2 separate regions of the Zea mays genome follow, and region 1 is linked to region 2. Evidence: chromatin contacts called from public Hi-C data. All regions are on one chromosome and are shown on one strand. The core of a region is the stretch at or near the end of the contact, and the rest is flanking DNA. Distances in the headings are between cores, read along the strand shown. Region 1 holds the start of LOC103642138. Region 2 holds the start of LOC103642136 (auxin-responsive protein IAA33).

Region 1 (5,609 bases), core at 2,690-5,189, 150 kb before region 2:
CTTCTGTTTTGTCATGCAATGAATCCAAATTCCTATACAGGTTCTTGTGTAGCTTCAGGAAGGCACGCCTGTATTTCCACTTGTCACAGTAAATGTTATGTTTTGACATGTAACTAATGATCTCCATCACCCTCGAAAAATATCCACCTTTAAGAAAATTCAAAACCAAGCTATCAAGCAAGTCCCTATCCAAATCTAGCTCTCCATATTCATGTCTGCGCTTTATTTCTCCCCACAACATGGTGATCTCCCTATGCATGTCCATTGAAGAATAACCACACAACATATGACAAAAAGTATGAGATGTGGGTCTGATATTTTGCTCTCTCATACACTTATATGTGCAAAGAGCATCTTCCATCATTTTTGCCTTGCAGAAGAAAAGAACCGAATTATTGAGCTCTAATGCCAAGTGCTCTCCAGGGTTGTAATGTTTAATTTCATCAGCCAAAGCAGCAACCAAAGATGAACTACTGAAGGACATTTCATATTTCACTACTTCGGCAATATTATTGATAGTAAATGGTGAATCAGTATGAACATCATCCATGGTAGATGCCATCTTTTGTATCTGTTGAAGAAGGCCATTGACTTCTTCTGACTTATTCTCCTTCTCATATGCTCTCAGAAGAGAAACGTAACCAGTAATCCCAACTGGAATCCCGGCTGACTCCAAGTTATCTATGATATCATGAGCAGCATGCAACCATCCCATTTGAATGCAAGCAGTAACCACATCTTGAGGAGAAATTAGCTCTAGACCATATTGACATGACATAATAAAAAAGTTAGACAGTATATGCATATTTCTTGATTTCACACAGCCTATGATAAGTTTAGCAAGAGCCTTTTCAGTATGAAGAAGGTTTCCATCAGTAAGAACAACAAGGCCGAATTGGCTTTCTGTACCCAACACAAAACCCCTGTCAACTTTTTTGGGATCAAACATTATTTTATATCCGCTTTTCAGATTGCCAGAGCCAATTTGTATGATACTTTGTTTCTGCAAACCATTGCAAAATAAAACACCAGGCTTTGGTTGCTGATGCAGATCGATTAAAAACTTTGCAGCAGCATCCATGTCATTATATTTGAAATGGAGGCTCAATAGACTGTCATAAAAATGCAGGTAGTACTGAAGAAATGTCAAAGATGTTAAAGAATCGATGCTTCTTTTCATATGTATCAACTCATCCCGTTGCCCAACCATCTCAAAGACACGGCTAGCCATCACCACTGTATTTACATCGGCCACAACTCCGATCAATGACATCAGTTCCATTATTTTCTGGGCCTTGATAATGCATTTAAAGGTCACACATGACTCCAAAACCATATTGAACAAGGTGGCATTGTTTTTTATTGGGTCCAGTTTTTTCATCTCCCGCCTATCTGTAACTTGGTCCAAAAAGCTCTCGCAAGTCTCAATCAGAACATCAGTGGCAAGGTAGGAGCCTACCTGTGACTTCAACATATGCAGAAACGACATGGTCAGCATATCAACATCGGGAAGCTTTCTACTCTCTAGTATTATCCTCAGGACTGTGGAGGCCGGGATAGGCATCTGATCTCTTGCGAGCGCCAATGCTAGCCTCATCAGTGAGCCACAATTGAGAAGATTTCTATTAATTTGATAAACTGAGAGAACCATGTCAAATGCCCTCTGAAGCCACCTCCTACTAGACATGTAGGACAGCGACACAATTATACTATTCAGTACCCGCGGCTCAGGAAGACCGTGAAGCTTCTTGTAATTGCTCAAAGATTGCAGCGCCTCTTCAACATTCCCATCCTTCATAGCACAATTTATCTTCCTCAACAGAATTTCACGGGATGGCGCCTCCCATGGTAGAACCTTATCAGCGTTTGTGAAGATATACCTCCTCCATGACCCGTAGACATTGTTAACCTGAAACAGGAACAGAAGCATTCAAATTATTGACCACTAAAGCAAAGTGAACTGTGCACAATTAAGTATACCGCAAACTGTTTTCAAGCAGTGTTTTCTTACAGGTGAAGTAGCTCTGATAGCATCAGGGACAGATGTGAACTGCAGGTAGCGGCAGCACGCCAGAAATAACCTCCTCATTCGAGGCAGTGTGCTCCAGTAAGTGAAACGGAAGGGCAAAACGACGGAAGGGTGGGCGGTGGCGGATCCAGGAAAAGTATATAGGGGTGAAAGGCAGTGCTGTAGAACAAGTGAACACCATAAGTCCATCACATTCCATACAAGTAAAAATGCACTGCTGTAAAGCTGAATAATTCAATACATAATTTGGTAAACCGGCTAGCATACAGCTATAGATTCATTTTGGTTTGGTACATAAGTAGAAAATGGCCAAAACACAAAGGTCTCATAATACCTTAAGTTTAACCAAAAAAAGCATATCAGGCTCTAATTTGATTTCAGGATAACATAAGTGAATCCGTCATCACTGTCTACCGAAACAATGAATATATCCATTCCCACACGCATATCGATGTAAATGTAACACACCAATTCCAAGCTAAGATAAAGCCCCTAACCAAAATCTGTTAGGTGTGTTCTCTGGCTCGGTCAAGGAGACCGAGCCCGACTCAATCCCTAACTACTGATCAGGGGTGCAACCCTATTCCTGGTTATGGCGCCCGGTCACAGACGCTATATGAACCAATGGCAGGGCCAGCACAGAAGCCAACGCTTCCAGCTTCCTGAAACCCTAACCACCACAGTCCAAGGTCACGATCACCTTCCTAGAGCCCTAGTGACTAGGTCCAATCCATGACGTCGGTAGAGTCCAGTGCATGGTTTTAAAGTGGTATGGCGATACAAGGCGTTGGACCGCTGCCTGAACGCCTAGGCGGCGCGCCGGCGCCTAGGAAAGGTAGGTGCCCAAGTCGCCTAGGTGTTGGACCACCGCCTGGACGCCTAGAAGACACCTTTAAAACAGTGGTCCAGTGCCCCCACTGCACCGGCCACCGATGTGCCATCCCAGATTCCTAACAAACAAAGAGAAGGACTCCTAGACCAGCTAGACGCCGGCACTCCCACACCCGACTGTACACCTACGGCACTATTGGCACCACCATATATAAAGGTGAATGAACTGGGGCAGACAGTGCCATTGGAATTCCACACACAACAGACAATTGGAATATGAAATGGGAAATGTATGGAATTGTAGATTGCAAGTGTACCAGAGCAGGCGAATAAGAGTGCAACCTTGAAGGTCCAACCGACGGACCAGAGCTACGGCCGCCAGACAACTGGGGCCCGGAGCGGACGGGCGGTGCAGCACGGCGCGGGTGCTCCCGCCTACACCTTTCCGGTGGTGACGCCGGCCGGGCTACGCGAGCACGGCCGTGGTGGGCGAGAAGGGAGCACTCGAGATGAGCTGCCGTCTGCCGAGGGCAGAGGGCATCGCACCGGTGGAGGGATCAGGGAGACAGGATCGGGCAGGGCGATGGCCTGCGGGCAATCAGCAGGCTGCGGCGGCAGGGATCGAGTCACTGCGAGCGGTGTTGTGCCTCATGGAGGCGGCGGTGTGCCGGTGTCGGCAGGAGCGGAGACGACGGACCAACGGTTAGCCTCCCTGTGTAGAGGCCCAAAACTTTTTTTTACTACCTAGACACTGAATTGAAGGCCCAAACTAGACAAAGCCCAACGCGCTGCCTAACCAATAACCATAGCACACAGTAGGTCCCCCGTCTGGCGGCGTCTCGCCTCGACCAGGCGGCGCCGGGCGGTGGCCGACGACCGACCCAAGCACAAACAGCGGGCGCCGAGCTGCAGACGAGCGCAAGCGCTCGACCAGTCCCGCGAGCCGACGCCGCCATCCATTGCCGGCGCGTCCCTGTTCTCTCTGTCGCCGTCCCTGTCGTTCACGGCTCTACCTATACGCTAATCTTCCAGCACCGTCATCGGTCCTCTAAATCTGCGCTGCTCTGGTGTGCTAATTTTAAGGGTAAGTTTGCTTAACATATCCGTGCCCCTTTCGTTAAAAAAACATCCCCGTCTGATGATTGAGAGATTCTAATATTTGACATAAGAAACAGGTTTATAAAATTGTCATCAGACCTACATTTCATAAACTCAGCTGGACCTATAATTTATAAACACAGTGGTAATTATAACAAGAAGACAACATTGTGAGTTGCAAAAATTCAATTATCTCATGATGAGTTGTAGCGTAGAATATGTGGATTTTGTAGGTTCAACCTAGGATCTCACTAAATTCCCCTATGTTCGTCCAGATTCTTAATAATAGAGGTGTTCTAGTTGGATCTAGTACCAAGAGAAAGAGAAGGGGAGAAGTAGTGCCTTCGGGGCCGAGGTAGAGTGCGGCGCTGGTCGTCACTGTCGTGTCGGGTGTGGGAGCGCCGGCGTCTAGTCGGTCTAGGAGTCCTTCTCTTTGTGTGTTAGGAATCTGGGATGGCATATCTGTGGCCGATGCAGTGGGGGCACTGGAACACTGTTTTAAAGGCGTCGCCTAGGCATCCCGGCGGTGGTCCAACGCCTAGGCGAGTTGGACGCCTACCTTTCCTAGGTGCCGCCTAGGCGTCCAGGCACCGGTCCAACGCCTTCTCTCCATACCACTTTAAAAACCATGCACTGGACTCTACCGACGTCATGGATTGGACCTAGTCACTAGGGCTCTAGAAAGGTGATCATGACCATGGACTGTGGTGGTTAGGGTTTCAAGAAGCTGAAAGCGTTGGTTTCTGTGCTGGCCCTGCCATTGGTTTATATAGCGTTTGTGACCGGGCGCCACAACCAGTAATAGGGTTGCGCCCCCGATCGGGTAGTAGTCGGGCTCGGTCTCCTTGACCGATCCAGAGAACACACCTAACAGATTTTGGTTAGGGGCTTTATCTTAGCTTGGAATTGGTGTGTTACATTTACATTTACATCTTAGCCAGAGAACACACCATCAATTATATTGCCAAAGTAGTGAAATATGAAATGTCCTTCAGTGGTTCATCTTTGTTTGCTGCTTTGGCTGATGAAATTAAACATTACATCCCTGGAGAGCACTTAGCATTAGAGCTCAATAATTCGGTTCTTTTCTTCTGCAAGGCAAAAATGATGGAAGATGTTGTCTGCACATGTAAGTGTATGAGAGAGCAAAATATCAGACCCACATCTCATACTTTTTGTCATATGTTGTGTGGTTATTCTTCAATGGACATGCATAGGGAGGTCACCATGTTGTGGGGAGAAATAAAGCGCAGACATGAATATGGAGAGCTAGATTTGTTTAGGGACTTGCTTGATAGCTTGGTTTTGAATTTTCTTAAAGGTGGATATTTTCCGAGGGTGATGGAGATCATTAGCTACATGTCAAAACATAACATTTACTGTGACAAGTGGAAATACGGGTGTGCCTTCCTGAAGCTACACAAGAACCTGTACATGAATTTGAATTCATTGCATGACAAAACAGAAGCTCAAAGTAAAAGGATTGAAGATGTCCGAGCTTTTAGGTTGTGGGCAAGCATTAATTAGGGACAACGACCAATTTGACCCCTCTCATTTTGAAATTAGGTAAAAGACACCCCTTTGATGACTTGTAGTGCGGTGCCAAGCAAGCCTGCCTTGTTGCCACCTCGAGGATTACTCCTGGCTTGTT
Region 2 (5,318 bases), core at 732-3,231:
ACCCCAACTCCAACTCCAAACGCGACACCGACCCGGCGTGTGTGGACGATGGATACGTTCCTTTCCCCGGCCACGTACGCCGGTCGGCCGCGGGCTAGTGGCGCTGTCAGGCTCAGGCTCGGGCGCGCGCCAAACGTGCATGCTGAGCAAGCAAGCAAGCAAGCAAGCAGCAGCAGCAGCGATGTGACGGTGGCGGCGACCGGCTCAGCTAGCTGTCGCGTGTCAGCTAGAAGTGACAGTGAACCAGCGATAGATAGATCTATCTATCGGAGTCAGCGGGCACGCAACATTCCGTTCGATCCATCTCCTCCCATCGATGCGCGCGGCGGCCGTGCAGTACTGCACTCCCACGACAACGCGCGATGATGGCTACCGGTACCTGCTTCACTGTTTCGTTTGCACTGCTCGCGCGCGGAGGAGTCGCCAACGGCCGGCCAGAAGGACGTCGTTGCCGTGTGACAGGGAGATCCCAACCGTCCTCGCCGGCAGGGCCGCGGCGCCGCCGATCGAGAGTGTCAGCCGTCGTCAGTGGCCGGACCACGTCGCGTCGTCGATCGATGGACTACTGCTACTGCATCGATGGATGAGTCCCGATCCATCGGTGATCGGTCCAATAATTCCAGCTGACCAGTCAGGCAGAGCCACAGAGGACATGATTGACGGCTCGCGGGGGTTGGAAGCCGACACGGTACGTGCGCCACACACTTGGATTGGATCACGACTTGACACGGAGCGCGCCCGGCGCTAGCTAGATCGAGAGCTATCACATACAGGATCATATCATTCGGTCATCAGCTCAGCTGATTCTGAATTGCTGCTGGTCATGACATAACCTTGTTCATTGCTTTGCGTACGTGCTTTAATTATAGGTCTTTAATTAACGACAACATGCATGGGGCCGGGTATAATATAATGGAGAGAGCTGAGTGAATGAATTGAAGAACACAACGATGGAGTAGACGACAGCTGCAGCTAGCGGCTAGCAGTAATAATTGCATGCGAGAGTCTAACAAAAGCTAGCCCGGCCCGGCCGGACGCCGGCGACTAGTTGCTGTGGTTGACATCTCCTCCTCCGCATTTCTTGGCGCGGCTTGACGACGACGTCGTCTTCTTGGCAGGGATGATCCGGATCCTTTTGGCGACGCGAACAAAATCGCTGCGATGCAATCATGCACACCATCGAGAGAGTAAATCGAGCTGTGTGTTTGAAACGACGGAAAACCAGTTTTAAGTTTGTGGTCACATCAGTAGTTAATAATTAAATTCTCTCTCACTTCCACTTGAGATCGCCGGCGAGGAGGAGGTCGTCCTCCATGTCCTCGTACGCGACGACGTGGCCCGGGACGGCATTGGCGAGGTCGAGGTCGAGGTCGTCCTCGCCGCGCTGCTGCTGCTGCTGCTGGTGGTGGTGGTTGTGGACGTCGGAGTCGTCGTCGTCGGAGTCGACGAACATGCGGCGGAGCGTGCCCGCCAGGCTGCGGTACCCCGTGTGGCGGTTGAGGTGGACGCGGTGGCAGATGCAGCGCCCGTCCAGGACCACGGTGACGGGCGGGACCACGGCCGCGGCCGCGTCGTCGGCGTCCTGCACCGACAGCGTCAGGCGCTGCGGCCCAGCGGGCGGCCGCCGCCGCTTATTCGCGTGCTGCTCGAAGCTCGCGCCGCCGCTGCTCATCGTGGTGGAGGAAGGGGGGACTTGAGTTGACCTCGTCGGATGGCGTATCTATCTGTAGTGGCTGCGGTGTGGACGGAGGAAGGAATGAGGATGGGGAAGTGATGAGAGCGCTTTCCTCTCCCGATGGCTAGCCGTGTTTTGTTAGGGTTGCAAGCCTGCTGCTGCTGGGGGTGGTGAGGATGGATTTATAGGAGGTGGGCCGGGTTAACATGTTGCTGAACATGTTCACAACTGAATCCGACGAATAGCCACGTACCCAACGGGCCGGATGGAACTGACCTGTCAGTAAGCAGCACACAAACAAGGGCGGGCGGGGGCGGGTGTTGCTTGCAAGTGAGAAAAAGGAGGACGCAGCTAGCTAGCTAGCGATCGATCGGTGCACACACACGCACTCCGATGGGAGTATATATACTAGTAGTACGTAGTAAACAAAGCCGGATCGTCGGCGGCGACCCGCTCTGTCTCTGTGCTGTGCATGGGAAATGGATGGATGGCCTGGGCGCGCGTTTTCCTGGGGATGATGGAGAGAGAGACAGAGAGCGAGCGCACTGCGCATGGCATGCATGCGTGCGTGCCGGTTGACACGACCGGCCGGGGGTTTTGCTCGTTCGTTCTCGGCTCGTCGTCCTCTCCTCTTCACCGCACCGGGACGGTCGTCGCGTGCTGGTCGTGCCCCACGCCATGGGCGCGCGCGCACACGTACGGGATACACAGTAACGGTGCTGGAGCGGCACACGTACGACTGCACGACGAGACGATCGCAGCTTAGATCTCGTCTCTCCGTTAGCTCCAAATTTTAAGGTGCACGAGCACGACTACTTCTCCCCCCCGGCCGATCCGTGTACGTACGTGAGGTTGCGGTTCTACGGGGCATGTATTTCCGCGCATTGACGACGGTACAGCCCGCCAGGCCGCCGCATTGATCAAGAGTTTCAAGACTCGTTCGTACGTACTCATATTGTGACAGAACAGCGTCGATCGTGTGTATATATAGTCGATCGATCGCCATTCTGTACACAACAAACACCCGTCGCAGGACTGAAATACATGCCATGCCATGCCACGACCGTACCGGCTGCGTGCATATATAGTATAATTCTCGTGAAATGGCACAGTAACTACTACGCGCTACGTATAGCTACTGTTAGTATCAGTAGTTGTATAGTTTTCTGCATCGTCATGCCATGCATGGGGATCCATGCGCAGCTGCGACGGCCGAAGCAACAGCACAACGAAAGTGTCCTTCGTACGCGTGCGTGCGCCCGCCCGGCCGGCCCGCCTGTTTTTCTAGACCGATGATTTCGGCCGGCGTGCGCACATGCACGCTCGCCCTGCCACTACCACACTATCACTATACTGGCGGCATGCATGTACTACTCCGGTCCTATACAGCTAGCTAGCTAGCTAGCTGCTCTCCAAAGTCACCTGCTAGCTGCTTCTTTCCCAGGAACTTGTTTTTATCTTTCCTAGATTAGACAGCAGTGCACGAGGGCGGGCGGGCGCCGAGGAGCGCAGGCCGCGCCACGCACGCCGGGGACGGTCGGGTCGGCTCTGCTCTGCTCTGCTGCCTGCGCGCGACGACCTGTCCGCCGCACGTGCGCCGGTTGCGTGCGTCGCTCGCCTGTCTGCCAGCTGCTGCCCGACGGCTTCGGCCTTCGGGAGTGGACGACGACTGGACGCGGGCGCCGCGCTGCGGTTCACGGACTGGGCGACTCCTGTGCTATGCTAGTTGCCGCAAATATTTTTTATGGGATACATGCCATGCAATGCACGCCGACGGCTGCCCGACGCACGGGACGGGAGGATGGGCGGCTTGCTTGCTTCGGCTTCACTGCTCCATCCCTCCCCCCATTCAGTCACTGCTTCCCGCGCGCGGCCCAGGCAGGGCGCTCCCCGCAATCTTCGCATGGTCCACGCAAAAGGCCCACACGACCAGGGAAGAGCGCGGCCCAGGCAAACGCTACCCCCCGCGCGCGGTCCTCGCAGGGGGAAGCCCACGGCGGCTGAGGGAGCGACCAGACATTGTCACCTGAATCTGATGTAACCAGACTTTTTTTTACAATGACCGGCCATATAAAATTGATCTGCCATCAAAAGTGTACACAATCACTAGGGAAGGAAAAGAAACATTGATGCAGAACCGTGACTATGCAGACATCATCAACTACAAAAAAATGATGAAAGATCTAGCATCTGTCATCATCAAATCATATACCCAAATTTACATTCAGCCCAATAGTTAAATTTCAAGGAAAACAGAAAACCCATACAATTAATCGAATATAACATGCTGCCACTTCTTGTTTCTGTATACATCGAGACTACCCTAGTACACATCAGTATCCACAAAACAAAATACAAAAATTCCTTCTGCAGTTCATGAAGGAACCCGGCTTGAGACAGGCGGAACAAAACAAGATTATTAAGTCTCAAAAGGTATTTGGCGCGTTACTTACAGGATATATGGCTTCAGCCTTCACCTGAAAAAAAAGTAGTAGTATGCTTGCATTAACGATGATAGCATATGGCGGCTGTTCAGGCAGTTCCAAATCATATGAAAGGAAACTAGCATTAACTAGTCTATGCTCTATGTAGTGCCACTGGTTCAGTATTTGACTTCTCGCCCATAAGAAGATGAAGCAGCCGAGAATGAGCAATACAGGAGACAACGGCCAACGCGTGTGCAAGAGAGAAGTATACTAAAGTAGCACAAACGAACAGAACAGGTATAAGGAAGGTTCTTGACAAGTAAATTAAGAAGGTATACTAAACTAGTACAAACGAACAGAACAAGTACAAGGGAGGTTCTTGACAAGTAAATTAACTAAACTAACTGGAGTAAGGAAAATAGCATAAAGGGGGACTAACTATGAAGATCCTACTCACTTGATTGTGGATCAACGTGAACAAAGAAACTGGCAGCAACTATTAGATAACATAGGATCAGCATAAGTCCTTTCAAGTAGTTCGCAGTGCCATCCTGTGATGAAACAAGTGCATTGCAAATGGGGTCAGATATCAAATGCAGCTCAGATCCATACAAAACAGATCTCTGAAATGAAATAAGATGATAACTGGTCAAACACATCAGTACTCAAGGATAGAGATCACAAATGCCTGGTTATTGACGGGAACCGAGGGAGATGTTGAACAGGAGACTTAGCATACAAGAGCCAAATAGCTATAGTCTACTTGTAAACCTAAATGGATCGAATGAGCTTATGGAACCCTAAGAAAAAGTTTGAAGCAGCTCAGCTTCACAAACGACTGAACGAGTAAGAAAAAAGGAGAAATATAAATAAATTATATTGTCCTAACTTAGTAGCTTGCTCATATTTAAAGAGCTAGTAATATAAACTTCAGTGGACAATAAAGCCATTGAAGCACTGAAGCTAATAGTAGTAGTTTTGGAACCGACCTAGCTCAGCTGGTGGAAGATATGGGTGTATATCTCTGTCACTGATGTTTGATCTTTTTTTACCCGGATCTATGTACCTATTTCTCCTTATCAACACAATGCCACTTATTGCCTCTTAGGTTGGTTGAGTTTTTTTTTAATATTTATGTGCACCCGAACACTTCAAACAGGTCCACTATTATAGAGATGAATGATGAAACATTATCAAGACGGCCGTTCTACCCACTG

The links. Hi-C and Micro-C count contacts between places; a contact is called where the count stands out from the background.
Region 1: a contact with region 2 is called in a Hi-C map of leaf, with 2.8 times the contacts expected there. The contact joins the promoter of LOC103642138 here to the promoter of LOC103642136 in region 2. A contact is called at or near these places in 14 of 25 Hi-C or Micro-C datasets (bundle sheath, ear, endosperm and 6 more) and 1 of 3 datasets of contacts at active chromatin or transcription factors (leaf).

Annotation. Positions count from the first base shown.
Region 1 is chr10:148,326,869-148,332,477 of Zm-B73-REFERENCE-NAM-5.0, reverse strand. It overlaps LOC103642138, which reads right to left and starts at 3,939. Exons shown (of 12, transcript XM_035963573.1): 1 at 3,178-3,939; 2 at 2,012-2,188; 3 at 1-1,909. The coding sequence starts at 2,089. It overlaps LOC103642140 (a long non-coding RNA gene), which reads left to right and starts at 3,666. Exons shown (of 2, transcript XR_560675.2): 1 at 3,666-3,944; 2 at 5,525-5,609.
Region 2 is chr10:148,173,431-148,178,748 of Zm-B73-REFERENCE-NAM-5.0, reverse strand. It overlaps LOC103642136 (auxin-responsive protein IAA33), which reads right to left and starts at 1,981. Exons shown (of 2, transcript XM_008665444.4): 1 at 1,275-1,981; 2 at 824-1,197. The coding sequence starts at 1,672. The coding sequence ends at 1,017. It overlaps LOC100384161 (Vacuolar cation/proton exchanger 2), which reads right to left. Exons shown (of 12, transcript NM_001176739.2): 11 at 4,559-4,652; 12 at 3,868-4,152. The coding sequence ends at 4,142.